Linked DNA regions of Mus musculus: regions 1, 2, 4 and 5 are each linked to region 3. A link is a contact called in public HiChIP or PLAC-seq and promoter capture Hi-C data. All regions are on one chromosome and are shown on one strand. The core of a region is the stretch at or near the end of the contact, and the rest is flanking DNA. Distances in the headings are between cores, read along the strand shown.

Region 1 (2,700 bases), core at 197-2,696, 860 kb after region 3:
TGGCACTCCCTGGCTCCTGCTTCCTCTACCAAGGAAGGGCACAGCAGCCCTCTGGGGCCTCTCTCTTCCTACTGAATGAACTTCTACTTGACTCTTGGGCGGCCAGGCTAAGGTTCGAAGAAGAGAGCTGGGGGGGCCATTTCGTACTGGGGAACATGTTCACCTCAAATGCCAGCTGCTACTGAGAAGCAGTTTCACTTCCACGCCCCACAAACCAACTGTGAACTCAGTGATTTTGCAACACCGGTCCCATGGTTCTCAATGGCTGAAGTCACAAGTTCTGAGGAAGGGAAGGTTCCTGGGAGCCACTTGTCACCAGATTCCAGCCCAAGCCTGTCCCACAGAGGCCCTAGTAGGCCCACAGGAGAGAACTCCAGAATGACACAGCCACCTCACTCTGGCTGAGGGGAAATCCAAGTCTGAATCATGGTACAGGGCCATGGGCCCCTGTAGCCCCGGGCTATGGCTATCATGGCTCACCTAAAGGTAGATTGGATGGTGAAGTGCAGCCACCCACCTGGCCAAGATACTGGCCCTGCCCTAGGCTTAGCATGGAGCGCCAGGCCACCTACCTGCCATGGCACTGGTGCTGCCGTGGGCCCAGCAGGAACCACAGTACTGTGGGATGTGCTGGTTCCTGGTGACGCTGGCATAGTTGACACCGTTCACATTTCTCCAGTCCCAATTCTTGGGGAGATCCGCTGGGGACAGGTACTCATGCGGCCGAGGATAAGTCCTGGGAGGACATCATGGCAATGGAAACCAACTCTGGAACGCATAGGGCCTCCCCTCTCCCTACCCCCACCAGGGCCACAAATCCAGTCATTTCTCCTGTTGGCCTTCTTCCCAAACTGTGGTCGGTTCAGAACTTGACCCAGAAGAGCCACCAGCAGAACCCAGGACTATTGGAAGCTGAATGTGACAGAGCATCTCCGAAATACGCTAATGCTCACTAACAAAGGCAGTAGAGGCGAGAACTGCCCAAACCAGCAAACCCCAGAGCTCCCCGGATGTGAAAATCATCCCAAAAGGAAGGGATGGGATTTGTGCTTCCCAGGCCTAATGAGGGAGGATGGGGCAAGGTCCCAAGTGTCAGGGGGTGCGCGCCTGGCCTAGAAGTTGACCCTTTTCCTCCCTAGGCACAGCCCCGCGCCCACCTGCGCCCCAGCAGAGCCAGCTGGTCCCCGCGAATGGGATGGTAGCAAGTCTGGCCCGAGCGGAAGTAGAGTCTGGCCCGTGCCGCACTCGCCAACAGCAACATCAGCAGCACCAGGGGCAGCTGCTGCACCGACCCCGACGACGCCATGCTCCTGCTCCGGGCCAATTCGGATCCTGGATCACGCGCAGCACCTTCGACCTCTTGACCCGACCCGCAGGCCCACGCGCTCGGGACGCCCCGCCCGGTCCTTTAGGAGGCGCCCAAGTTGGACACACCCCGAGGGCGGGGCCTTCCCCGCTGCTCCTGCCCCCGCCCCGCCCCGCTCGGCAGCCCCCAGGAGATAATCTGCCTCACTAGGAATCAAACAACCGGATCAGCAGAACCTGGGGTCACACAACCAGACCCCAGACCTGACAGTGCCACCAGCCATTGTGATAACACGGACTGACAGCAAAACTTAAGTTTACTATTCAGAGACCCAGGCATCCTGGAGCAGGGTAGGGCTCAGCAGGCTTCCATTGGCCCACTCAGCCCAGATTCTTTTGTTTCTCTGCTCTGGAGTGTGGTGCAGTGTCCCATTAGGTTAGGTCTCCCTAGGAGCGCACAGAGATATCCTGAGGCTGGAAGAAGGTGTGGGTCATACCCAGCATTGGACTCTAGCCTGGCTTTCTGAGCCCCTCCTCTCCACCCCCCAAGACCCAGGCTTTTCCTGAAGAGACAGCTCTCCTTCACAGAGAAGGATCCTTCCAGGATTACTCTTTTCTTTTTTCTTTTTTTTCTTTTTTTTCACTTGGCACATATATCGTGAGTCCCTGGGGTTCTGGAAAGGGTCCCTGCTAACCAGACTCTTCCAAGATGAGGAACTGAGAAAGAAGTGGGACCTGGCCAGCCTAGGTTTCGTAATGGGAGAATTTCCCCTTCCCCCTGTGCCCCGTGAGCTATTGTCAGCAGTCCCAGGCCACAAAGCTATCTCTTCTTCTGTAAGAAACATCCCCTGGTGTTTTATCTCAGGCTCTCTCCAGGTGGTGGGTGTGAGATTCCTGATGCGCGATGGCCAGTGGGGCTACAGCCATTCCTCTGTCTGTGGATAGGGGCAGTCAGAAATCATAATGGCTGTCTTGCTGCCTGCCTTTCCAGATCACCCAGGATTCCAACAAGACTCAAAAGCCTGCTGGATACCTCCTGTCAGAGAGCAGAACAAGACCTCAGAAGCAAACTTGGGGCTACCCTTAACAACGCAAGAGTTTTGTTCCCTGTTGCTATAAAGTAGTCACGGAGGCAAATGAACACTGGCATCTGTATGTTGAAATCTTTCATCCTGGGGGGTCATGGCAACCTCTCCCTTCTGCTGGGTGGTAAGTAGCCTGGTAGGAATGAGGGCCTCCCAAGGCCCAGGCAGAGACCTGAGTTCCCTAAGCCAGTTCTCCCCAGTAGTGACCATGCATTGACCTTAGAGCCCTTCGGTCCACTCTGGGGGAGTGTCGCCTCCCACGTGGGTTCCACATGGGCTCTCTCTCGCAGGAAGGGGACAATTGGTCTTG
Region 2 (2,700 bases), core at 175-2,674, 680 kb after region 3:
GGGTTCTGTATGAATTATGGATTTTTAAAAAGACAGGAAGGGAGGTGAGATATTGAATTTCCCAAACTGGTTTTATCTTACTCAATTTAAAGTTCATCTTCTTGTTCCGATTTAGGCTGTGGCGTGAAAAGTGGCCCCGCAGCATCTCTCCTGGTCTTCTCGCAATTAGTTGGTGGATGTGCGCAATCCTAGGAAACAAGGGGTTTGTTTTTCTGTGTTCAGTGGCTCCTGTCTATGGCTCCCATCGGCCCTGTCAGTGTTTGCAGGAATAACCAGAGTTCTAGACTTAGGCTTTGATGGGGCTTAACAGGGCTTTTCAGACCACCAAGAGGCTCACATTTGGGTGCAGGGCTGTTTCCAAGGGGGCAGACACAAATGGAAGATTTTTAAAGACAGAGAAACACAGGCAGTGACTCAGAAATGCAGCAAGCAGGATCCTGACATGGGGGACTGTCATCTTTATGAAGTCTTTTTTCTGAAACATCAGGCAGGCTGGAGCCGAGGGGTCTGTACCAGCTGTGACCTTGGGCGCCCCCACAGGACATTTGCCCTTAAATCTGGAGACATTTTAGGTTTCTCACTCTTGCTGGGGTGGATGGGGGTTGGGAGTGCTATTAGCATCTAATGGGAAGCCAGGCCAAGGACACTGCTAAGCATCTCACTAGCCCAGCAACGGTCTCTACAATTAAGAATGATCTCACCTAAATGGTCAGTGGCTCTCTGTATAGAAATCCAGCCCTAGCCCAATTCTGAGATAAAAATCAAAATTATGCAGGAACTGATAGCTACCTTGGAGCATTGGAAATATCTTCTCCACATTTCCTAAGGGCTGGGAGGATGCTGGGTGTATCCTGTGTCCGTCACTAGTCAGGTAGCTGGCACAGATGGACCCTCCCTGAGTCTCCCTGATTTCTATGCTACAAAGCACACACACAATTTCAGAGGGGAAATGCACGAGAGAGAGAGAGAGAGAGAGAGAGAGAGAGAGAGAGAGAGAGAGAGAGAGAGAGAGAGAGAGAAAGAGCTCAGAGAGCTTCCCAGGATAATGTTACTCCGTATTCCTATAGGCACTCACCCTCACCTTTTCGGTGCACACATTTTCCAGATAGCTGTTCCTGACAGCTAGTTAGTGAGGGGCCTGGGTCAGAATCGATAAGTCCTAAAGCCCTTTTTCATTTTTGCAAAATGAAAACAGCTCTTCTTTTTCTGATTATAAAAATGATACATGCACATTCTTTCTTTAAAAATTCCAACCGTACAGGAAACCATGAGAAAGAGACATGAAAAGAAATCTTCCTTACAGCAGGAGATAAACAAGTGGAGACATCTTGGTACTTATCTTGCTAGCTCTCTCTCTCTGTGTGGTGTGGGCTTGTATTTATTCTCCTGAAATCCTGGGTTGCCTGTGGGGCCAGAGGGGTCGGGAGGGGGTGGGGTGGTGACTCTGTTCTCAACAGTTGATGTGCCATGGCTGAGTAGTCCTTTAGGGTGTTTGTCCAGTCCTTTGCAAGATATTGAACAGTCTCCTTAACTCCTCCAGGGAACCAGGCTCAACTGTGACAACTAAAAGCTGTCTCTAGATATTGCCACACGTTCTTTGGGAAGAGCAAAATTACCCCAGAACCAGAAAAAGGTCTAAGTTCCAAGTTGTTGTTGTTGGGGTTATTTCGTTGTTGTTTTGTTTTGTTTTTTTCCTTTCTTCTTTTCAATTCTTTCAGACAGATGGAAGAGGCTAGCCTCAAACTCTGAATTTTGCCTGCATCTGCTTCCTAAGTGCTGGAATTAAGGGTGTGTGTATGCCTGCAAGTGCGTGCCCCACCATGCCCCCACTACCCTTTGCATTTCAATATGGAAGATTAGCCAAGAGCTTTAAGTACATTGTCTTTCCTCAGCCTCAGTTTCCAGCCCTACAAAGGGGGAAGGAGACTGATCAAAGAATGCCTGCCTGTACAATAGACTGCTGATAGCATCCCAGGATGCTTTGTGGGGGTGGGGGCAGGGGTGGGGAAGGGAAGGGAGGAGAAAGCCTTAGGGTGTTTCAACCTTTCAGCCCAGGTCAGTGAGGAGTGCTGGGCTGTTTGAGGTTTGGTTTTAATTGAATTCTTTGGGAAACAGAAGTAAAGAAAGTCTGCTTTAATCCTGTAGGCTAAGATTGGGATGGAGGTAGAGGGGGAGATTGTTTGTTTGTTTGTTTTTTGTTTTGTTTTTATTCCATATAAACCTTGCCATCTTTTGAGCTTCAGATATTTTAGAACAGGGGTGAAAAAAAAAAGAGAGACAAATTCGTGAGACCTGTTGGAGAGCTGAAAAACAACAGGGGATGGGAGAGGTGAGTCACAGGCTGATTTTATTGGATTTTCACGAAGGAAGCCAAGTTTTTCAACTGCTGCTGGAAAAAGAGGGGCCCTGGAAGCCTCTCTTTCTGGCCCCTTTCGCAGCCTGCCCCCATCTCCACACATACCCCATTGCACCCTTGGGTGGCTCTGGGAAGCTTTCTGACCTAACAGTTGTGTTGGGTAGTGGTGGTGGTGGCGGCGTGCGTGTGTGTGTGTGTGTGTGTGTGTGTGTGTTTTCCATGAGAAGAAACAATCCCTTCCCTGGTCCCAAAGGACAAACCTAGAGAGTGACCCCTCAGCAGGCCATAGCCCCATTTCCTTGTCCATGGCATAATGATGCCCTAATCCTCCTAAGATGTCAGAG
Region 3 (2,717 bases), core at 6-2,505:
GGGGAAAGTTTGATCTGAGTTCTAGCATCTCTATGTAGACACAGTTGATGGAATCTTGGGGTCACCTAAAATAGATCTGGTCATGCTTGGCCTGGATTTGGGGTTTCCTAAGGTGGGTAGGATTTTGTTTAGTATCTCTGGATAGCCAGTGGGGATGGAGGACATGGGTTCCCGAGGCAGTGGTCATTAGCCTAGAAACCAAGTTCAGTCTTGGTCGACTTTGTCCTGGGTCTTGAGGGTCCCAGGTCCAGATGGCTTCTTCTGTGTTTGTGCAGACATGTATGGACACGGTTGGTTTGAGTTTTAGGGTTGGGGCTCTGAGCTAGTTATTTTCAGCTTGGAGATTTGGGGTTCAATCTTAGGCAGATGTCCTCTGCCTTTGGGGACCTGAGGCCAACAAGGTTTGTCCCAGCTTCTGAAATGCTCGCATAGACAGGCTAACTAGAGAATTTGGTATCCACCACTTAGGGTTTGGTTTGGATCCAGGTTCTCATGGGGGGAAAGGCCTGTCCTCGATTTGGTAGTGGTAGGGTCTACTAAGACCTAGTTTTGTTTCAAGAGTGAAGTCTTAGGTAGACATGGTTGTCTTGGGGGCCTGGGCTCCCTAAGGAAGACAAGAGGCTGCCCAGAAGGTCTTGTGGTTTTGAGAGTTGAGGTTCTGAGCAGCCTGGACTTGCTCAAGGTTGGCAGACCACAGCCTGCGACAGACACAATGCTTGTGAATGAGGTTCACCTATATATTTGGGGTTAATAAGACACCCACCCATGTGCTTGGAGTTAGGAGCCCTTGAGTGGCCAGCGCTCCAAGGGGCCGTTCTAGATGGGGCTCGAGTGGTTGGGTTTGACTTGGTCACCTTGGATTCTCTGGCAGTTACGAGTGTCATGGGGACCCAGGGCAGGAGTGGGCCGGGGGGGGGGGCCATTGAGTGGGAGGAGCTCATGGGGTGCGGGAAGGGGTCGGGCAGGGGCCACCTCGGTCCAGGAAATGCAGCCGCTGCAGGTTGAAGGGGATGCCGACCATCAGGTCCAGCTCTTCTTTGAGCTCCCGCACTGTCATGTCGTTGCGGCAGTTGGCCACGCGGAACAGCTCCCCAGTCTCCTCCAGCTTCACCCGCAGGACATAGACGTCAGGAGTCAAGTCTGGCGACACGGTGGAGGCAAGCGGGTCCCCTGTGTGCCCCCTAACCTGTGCGCGGGCCCTGCTGGAGGGCTGAGTGTGGCGCGCGCCCGCCTTGGGGTCGTCCCCCTGCCGTTTCGGCGGACGCGCGCCCGCCCCCGCCACGTCTGCCGCCCTCCGCATGGCCCGCGTCATCCCGCGCGTCATCGCCGCCCCCGCCTGGGGCCCCCGGGACAGGAGAGGGGCGCCCGCGCTTCCGGAGACTGCTCCCCCCCCCCCCCCCCAGCCTCCTCCGCGGTCCTCGCCAGCCTGCTAGCCCTGTGGGGAACCTCTTGTCTGTTCAGGGCAGTCTGCATGGTTAGGGAGAAACGCTGGGTCCACAGTTTCTAAGGTGGTCGACAGGCTTGCTGCCGTGTGCTTTTAGGAACATAGCAATCCAAGCTAACCTGGGCCACGCTGGAACAGGCAGAGGCTTGGGTGGAAATGGCATCAAACCCGTGTGCCCTGACGTTGTGACATCCTCGGAGGGAGAAAAGTATGGAACACATCTGATGGGAAGGCTAGGCTTAAACCTTTTCAGGGGAAGCTCAAACCGCAGGGTTGGGAGGGTGTAGGCCCTCAAATACCACCAGACCCAAAGCAAGGCCTTTAGGGGCTAGAGGAAGCACCATGGAACGGGCAGGGAGCCAGAACGCCCTTCAAAAACTCTGTTGTTACCACGAACAAAATAGAAGCTTGAAAAATAGTTTGTATAGCAGTTACACAAATTTGGTCTAAGGCATGGTGGTCCAGGCCACCCACTCACTTGGGGGCAGAGGCACATGCAGTTCAAGGTGACATAAAGGGACGGTGGTTTAATCCTTTTATATCAGAGAGGCTCATTCTAAATGATGGATAATTATAATGTGTACAGTGAACAGGCTGGGGTCTTACAGTCTTTCTTTTTTTTTTTTTTCTTTTTTCTTTTTCTGCAGTACTGAGTATTGATCCCAAGGCTCCACCCAGGAACAGAACTCCCCCCCCCCCCCCCAGCAGCTGTCTTGTAGCCACAGTCTTGATAGGAGGCTGGTCTTGTCATAAGTGAACAATTTCATTTCAGTACCTAGATTCTACCTCAGAACACTAAATAGTTATTTTTATCTTTATTATTTGTCTTTTGTTTGTGGGATTTTTTTGTTTTGTTTTGTTTTGTTTTGTTTTGTTTTGTTTTTTGAGACAGGGTTTCTCTGTGTAGCCCTGAGTGCCCTGGAACTCACTCTGTAGACCAGGTTGACCTCAAAATCAGAGATCTGCCTGCCTCTGCTTCCCGAGTGCTCTGATTAAAGGCGTGTGTCATGACTGCCTGGTGTTTTTGCTCTTCTTTCTAGAAAATTATGCTCTATAAAGGATCCAAGATTCTAGCTGAGAATAATTTTCCCTCCTTTTAGACCAACAGACTTGATAAGTTTCCATTACCTGAGCAGTAGAAGCTTGTTTTGCTGCAGAGGCCCTGCAGCGTGCCTCGTGTTCTTACTGTAGACACGCAGCACACACAAAGCGGGACAGCTTCTGGCTTTGTTTTTAATCGTGTGTCTCTAACTTTAATGAATTAACTCTGTGC
Region 4 (2,855 bases), core at 297-2,796, 520 kb before region 3:
CCAGCCTTCCCCTCCCCAGCATGGATGCTGGGGACAATTCCAGTTTCTTGAGGTGCATTGTCTCAACAACCTTGTCACCCAGAGGAAATGCTCTCTGCGTCATCCTTTTAGGGCGCCATGACTCCAGCCAGGCCCTCCGTACCTTGCCTACAAGATGCTTGCTTTCCTTAGGGGGTTCTGAGATGAATCCTTCTACTGGAGGAGACCTGCTTTTTTTTTTTTTTCCTAAATATCTCTGTGATTGACAGACGCCCCCCTCCATACCTCCACCCAACACTGAGGCATGTCCCTTTGGAGCCTCCTGCATATTACTGAGAAATGTACCTGTGGTTTTGGGGTCATGACACTTGCTCCCCGACAAGACAGAGTGTGACTGGGTTGCAGGTTCTAGTGCTTGAGGAATCACAAGCCTGGAGAAGCTGGAGGATGGACAGCAGGACACACACCACCAGTGGGACAAGCTCTGGGGTGTGGCTCCTGCCAAGCCACTGCTGAGGCTGAGATGTGCTCTCTGGGTTTCACTGGGGAGCAAGCTACTGTGCAGCCATTCACTCTGGTTTTTAAATAGGAGAAAGATTTGTGATTGGGCTTGGGGATTTGTGGATGCTGGCCCTGTGCTCGGCAGAAGCGCCGGCCAGTGTGTCTGCCTGCCACCTTTCCAAAGAAGGATGGAAATGGAGAAAAGTAATGTGATTCCCCAGACCGTGGGCCCCGGGCTCTCTGAACGAACTCCCCAGCTCTCAAATAAGCTTGTCCTTTCAAGTAATGAGCCGGACAAGACATATCTAAGTGAGGGCCCAGAGCCAAAGCTTCCCAGCGCTGGGACCTAGGAGTGGGGGGCTGGGTGGGCAGCAGGTAAGTGGGAATTGGACAAGCTGAGGCACCTGTGCCCACATGCAAGCAGGCCTGTTTTCTGTTTTATAGACGTGAACACCAAGGCTCAGAGAGGCTGTGTGAGTTATGTCAGACCACACGTTATATGATAGCCTTTGGCCTGTGAGGCTACTGAGCAGAGATAGGAGCCCTGTGAAACTGAGTTTGAGCATTGCCTCTGACCATGGGTGGGACCTTTCACCCAAACTTGGGTTCCTTCTAGATCTAAGAGTTGAACTCTGATCCTTTCCAACTAGCCTCAGTTTACTGTCTGTCAAATGGGAACAATTACTACTGGCTCTTTTCAATTGCTTAAGGAGTATTTGCCAAGCACCTACTGTGTGCTGCTGTCATGTGTGCACGATGCTCTAGGTGCTGACATGTGGCTATTCATTAGAAACTCACCATGGGTTGAGTTTGGGTTTGGGGGCTGGTAGTACATCAGACCAGAACTCTTCAGTCAGCTATGCTGTGAGCAGGGGCACTCTGCAACACAGGTCTTGGCTCTGTCTCCACCATCTGCCCTTACATGGGGGGTGTCGGGGGGAGGAAATGCATTGCTGAGGGAGCAGAGAACGATGAGGCGGAGGGCAGAGCAGTAGAGGGTTGGGGTTGGAGGGGGGGAGGAAGGGCCAGAGCTTCCCTCCCTCCCATTCATTTTGAAGAAGACAGGAAGAGGCTGAGGCTATGGCTTGGTTGGTAGAGTGGTTGCTTAGCATGCACGAGCCTCTGTGTCAGACCCTCAGTGCCACATAAAACTAGCTGTGGTGTCGTGTCCTGACATCAGGAGATGGAAGCAGGAGGTTCAGAAGTTCAAAGTCATCTTCTGCTACACAACGAGGCCAGCTTGGGCTACACAACACTGGCTAAAATAAACCTTTAAGCCCCACAAACAAGATGAAAAAGGGCTGTGAGGAAGGAGGAACACATTTAGTTAAGGTACACCCACTGTAGACAGAGGAGGGCTGTGTCTCCGCCCACCGTACACAGAGGAGGGCTGTGTCTCCGCCCACCGTACACAGAGGAGGGCTGTGTCTCCGCCCACCGTACACAGAGGAGGGCTGTGTCTCTGCCCACTGTACACTGCAGAGGGCTGTGTCTCCGCCCACTGTACACAGAGGAGGGCTGTGTCTCCGCCCACCGTACACTGCAGAGGGCTGTGTCTCCGCCCACTGTACACAGAGGAGGGCTGTGTCTCCGCCCATCGTACATTGCAGAGGGATGTGTCTCCGCCCACTGTACAGGGACCGAGGAATGTGTCTTGACCTATAACCCACTAGTGAAGTGAGAACAGTGATTGTCACTCCCTTGGAATCCAGGCACCTGGGGAGTCTGTTGGCCAGTCAGAGGTTCATAGGCTTTCTTCCCAGTGTCTATGAGGGGAGAGAGACCCAGGTAGGCTGCTGTGGGTGGGTGTGACCTGGCCAGCCCCTAGCTTAAAATGACTCAGCCGTTAAGAGCACGGACAACTCTTCCAGAGGACCTGAGTTCAATTCCCAGCAAATACATGGTGACTCACAGACATCTGTAATGGGATCCAATGCCCTCTTCTGGTGTGTCTGAGGATAGCGACTGTGCATTAAAACAAACAAACGAAAAACAAGAATAAAAAACCTAACAGAGGCAGCACAGGTGCAGTTGCCATGGTTGCTCACCGCTGATAGCCCGGAGACCCTCGGTTGACAGATGGGGAAACTGAGGCTCCAGAGTTGAGATCACTAGCCTATGGTCACAAGGTCACAGTTTGAGAGCTGTTCTGCAGCCCAGGGGAGGTGGGAGGGGACAGGAGACTGGGGAAGAGGGGAGAGGGCGACCCCTTGTCTGCCCGGGCTTCAAGCTCTATCTGATTTCTTATCAGCTGCCACTGAGCCCCAGGCAGGCCAGGAGTCCTTTGCCCCTGCCCGAGGACTTTGAGCACTTGAGGACAGCTGCGCTCAGGAACGACGGTGGCCCCACCTTGGTGTGGGATTCTCCTCTCTGAG
Region 5 (2,700 bases), core at 99-2,598, 990 kb after region 3:
TCTCACCGTCTTCATTCTCTAGTTGGTTGTTCAAGCACTGGGAAGACATACTGAGGCCGTAACTACATTTGTCTTCGGGAAGGAACCCAGTGATCCTGAGTTGATCAGAAATGGTCAGTTGATTCCTGTCACTTGCCGTCATAAGAATCTTGGGATAATAACAGGAAGCTAAACTTTATAAACTGAGGTTGGTCCCGGTGCTGTGGGAAGCAAACAGTAAAGTATCATGGCTTTCAGCACACTGTCGGGCTGCTGGTATGTCTCATGCAGGCGTGAAGCTTGGCTCCTGGAGACCAGTGGGCCTCCACAGTCAGGGGAAGGAGACAACTTCATGGCCAAGAGGAGGATGGTTTTTGTAATCTCAGCCTAGGGTTAGGACTGTTGATGTGTCTCAGGTTTTTACTCATTTAAGAATTTATTTATTTTTAAAACAGGTTCTTGCTGGGTTGTGGTGGCACACACCATTAATCCCAGCAGTCGAGAGGCAGAGGCAGGCGGATCTTTGAGTTGGAGGCCAATCTGTTCTACAGAGTGAGTTCTAGAACAGCCAGGACTACACAGGGAGACCCTGACTCAAACAAAACAAAACAAAACAAAACAAAACAAAACAAAACAAAACAAAACACAACACAACAAACAGATAGGTTCTCAGTTATCCAAGCAGGCCTTGAACTCATTATGTAGCCATGGATAACCTTGAACTTCTAATTTTCCTGTCTCTGTCTCAAAGTGCTGCCATTACAGGCAGCAGCAAACCTAGTTTATGCAGTCCTGGGAACAAGCCCAGGTCTCATCCCCTTAGGTTGCCACTCTGCCAACTGTGGTCCATTCTCAGCACTAAAACTTGTTTTTTAAATAGTTTTGACAGAACCCTAAAAATTGTCAGCATTTTCTGTTTTTTTGTTTTGTTTTATTTATTCATTTATTTTTTGAGACAGGGTTTCTCTGTGTAGCCCTAGTTGTCCTGGAACTCACTCTGTAGACCAGGCTGGCCTCAAACTCAGAAATCCACCTGCCTCTGCCTCCCGAGTGCTGGGATTAAAAGCATGTGCCACCACTGCCTGGCTAATTGCCAGCATTTTACCAGAGGAAAATGGTTAACCTTCTCAGCTATCCCTGGTTCCTCTTCTTGACAAATCAACCATTATCCTAGGCTGGGGTCCTGGGTCTATGTCTTGGCTGGTGGTGGTGGGAATGATGTCCTCTGGCACTCTGTGTCCTTTCCCTGGGGGTGAGTGGGGACTGTGTTCTCAGTCTATGGCTCAAATGGACTGTTTAGCTCACACAGAAGTAACCACTGCTCATGAGGAACTGGAAGCCTGAAACACTTTCTCTAGAAGAGATGAGAAAGCCGAGAATCCCTAAACTTCTGCTTCCTCTTTACCAAGGCTGCTCTGTGGCTACTGAACTTGGGTCCCATGCAGATGGCAACGGGCCTCCTCAAAACCATCAAAGTTAACGTGGAAGATGTCTAAGAAGACATTAGTAACCCTCTACCTCCCTCCCACCTCAGACCTCCATTTTCTCCAACAGTGGATTCTGTCTCTTTACTACTTTTAGCAGTCCAGGCCTAGGACTGTCTTGACTGAGGCACGTGACAGATGTTTTACCAAGACATCTCCATACCTGTGGACTTCAGCCTGTTTGAATGCCCTCCCTGCCTCTGCCGCTCTCCATGAACCTCTTGCCTTTGGCCGAAAGAGCCTGGGCCAGCTGCTTAGCATGAAAACTTTTTTGGGGGGAGAGAATTTTGATATTGTAAGGTATTAGCCCACAATCAGATACCTAAGAGCTCTGCCAAGATGGGTGGCTCAGCAGAGTTACACTTGTGTGTGTAGCTGACCCCAGAGGGACCATGTAGCTGACCTTCAGAGATAGGAGAAATGCTAACTGTCTGAGGTTATGAGGCTTTGGGGTTGTTTGTTACTTGGCAAAAGCTAACTATTGCAGATATCACTCATTAGGCTTATTGGGCACCAAGCAGGTACTACTGCTGTGGTAAAAGTTGCCCAAACATAATGTAAGGTAAAGTCCTGAAGCTTTGGGGGGGGGGCGGGGGGGGGGGCTCGGGGCGGGGTTTCAGTGGCTTTAAAGCACAAGGTATTCTTGTTGCTATGGTTACTTCCACTGAGCCGTTAGAATGCAGAAAGAGAAACCTAGTGTTGCCTTGACAACAGGGTTGCGAATTGAAATCTGGGAAGGTGAAGGACTATAAAAAATGAGGAGGGGGGTTAAGCCCTTCCCCAGCATCTTGCCTTCATTCCCTTGATGGCCTATCAGAAGCAAGTATCATCTGAATTGGGAGCTGTAAGCTGAGCAGCAGGAAGCAATACCCTCATCCTGGCCCATCCCACAGCAGGAGAAGATTGCACAGCCAGGAAGCCTCAGGAAGCAGCAGGAAGCAGCAGGAAGCAGGGCCACTGATAGGTCCCGAGAAGAGTTTGAAGTTAGCTATTGAGATTTCACCCCAGCAAGACAGGGCTTAGCAACCTCCAGCCCCCTGCTCCTGTGTTCCCTTGGCAGGAAGGGAAATGGAGACTTAGAGAGGGAAGGAGGCTGTTCGACGCTCAGTAACATGAGGGTAGCACTCAGCCAGGCCTGGACGTGGGTGTGAGACTACTCTCTGGCTGTGCGATGCTATGCAGCCGGCTTAAATGTGATGGGCCTTGAGGAAATGCAGCAAGCTTGGCACATCCTTGA

What was found. Promoter capture Hi-C pulls out the DNA fragments that hold promoters and counts their contacts. HiChIP or PLAC-seq counts read pairs in DNA pulled down with a chosen protein or histone mark.
Region 1: a contact with region 3 is called in a promoter capture Hi-C map of liver, with 2.8 times the contacts expected there. The contact joins the promoter of Ctsz here to the promoter of Ankrd60 in region 3. A contact is called at or near these places in 9 of 39 promoter capture datasets (the 3T3-L1 cell line, the SN4741 cell line, cranial neural crest and 6 more) and 3 of 115 datasets of contacts at active chromatin or transcription factors (bone marrow-derived dendritic cells, large pre-B cells and neural tube).
Region 2: a contact with region 3 is called in an H3K27ac HiChIP or PLAC-seq map of trophoblast stem cells, with 13 times the contacts expected there. The contact joins the enhancer-like site here to the promoter of Ankrd60 in region 3. A contact is called at or near these places in 11 of 39 promoter capture datasets (the C10 cell line, the HPC-7 cell line, cranial neural crest and 7 more), 6 of 484 Hi-C or Micro-C datasets (the BV-2 cell line, DN3 thymocytes, the G1E-ER4 cell line and 3 more), 17 of 115 datasets of contacts at active chromatin or transcription factors (craniofacial prominence, embryonic basal ganglia, embryonic forebrain and 9 more) and 3 of 9 other capture datasets (adipose tissue, liver and macrophages).
Region 4: an H3K27ac HiChIP or PLAC-seq map of regulatory T cell precursor shows a contact between it and region 3, with 9 times the contacts expected there. The contact joins the enhancer-like site here to the promoter of Ankrd60 in region 3. A contact is called at or near these places in 4 of 39 promoter capture datasets (the 3T3-L1 cell line, hippocampal neurons and liver) and 3 of 115 datasets of contacts at active chromatin or transcription factors (large pre-B cells, regulatory T cells and regulatory T cell precursor).
Region 5: a promoter capture Hi-C map of hippocampal neurons shows a contact between it and region 3, with 3 times the contacts expected there. The contact joins the enhancer-like site here to the promoter of Ankrd60 in region 3. A contact is called at or near these places in 6 of 39 promoter capture datasets (the 3T3-L1 cell line, 3T3-L1-derived adipocytes, embryonic stem cells and 3 more), 1 of 484 Hi-C or Micro-C datasets (the G1E-ER4 cell line), 1 of 115 datasets of contacts at active chromatin or transcription factors (embryonic stem cells) and 2 of 9 other capture datasets (adipose tissue and embryonic stem cells).

The regions. Positions count from the first base shown.
Region 1 is chr2:174,437,593-174,440,292 of GRCm38.p6, forward strand. It overlaps Ctsz (cathepsin Z), which reads right to left and starts at 1,447. Exons shown (of 6, transcript NM_022325.5): 1 at 1,158-1,447; 2 at 573-736. The coding sequence starts at 1,306.
Region 2 is chr2:174,259,652-174,262,351 of GRCm38.p6, forward strand. No RefSeq gene overlaps it. Among named protein-coding and RNA genes, the nearest start is that of Mir296, 6.1 kb to the right of the region's middle. Within about 2 kb of position 1,425, at least 22 of the 459 cell types and tissues checked have an H3K27ac peak or open chromatin away from gene starts, as enhancers often do. A contact at or near this core is called in embryonic stem cells and trophoblast stem cells, where this site is marked.
Region 3 is chr2:173,577,018-173,579,734 of GRCm38.p6, forward strand. It overlaps Ankrd60 (ankyrin repeat domain 60), which reads right to left and starts at 1,256. Exons shown (of 4, transcript NM_027303.2): 1 at 973-1,256. The coding sequence starts at 1,057. It also overlaps the pseudogene Ppp4r1l-ps.
Region 4 is chr2:173,054,990-173,057,844 of GRCm38.p6, forward strand. No RefSeq gene overlaps it. Among named protein-coding and RNA genes, the nearest start is that of Gm36417, 5.3 kb to the right of the region's middle. Within about 2 kb of position 1,547, at least 102 of the 459 cell types and tissues checked have an H3K27ac peak or open chromatin away from gene starts, as enhancers often do. A contact at or near this core is called in regulatory T cells and regulatory T cell precursor, where this site is marked.
Region 5 is chr2:174,562,758-174,565,457 of GRCm38.p6, forward strand. No RefSeq gene overlaps it. Among named protein-coding and RNA genes, the nearest start is that of Gm46781, 43 kb to the right of the region's middle. Within about 2 kb of position 1,349, at least 59 of the 459 cell types and tissues checked have an H3K27ac peak or open chromatin away from gene starts, as enhancers often do. A contact at or near this core is called in hippocampal neurons, where this site is marked.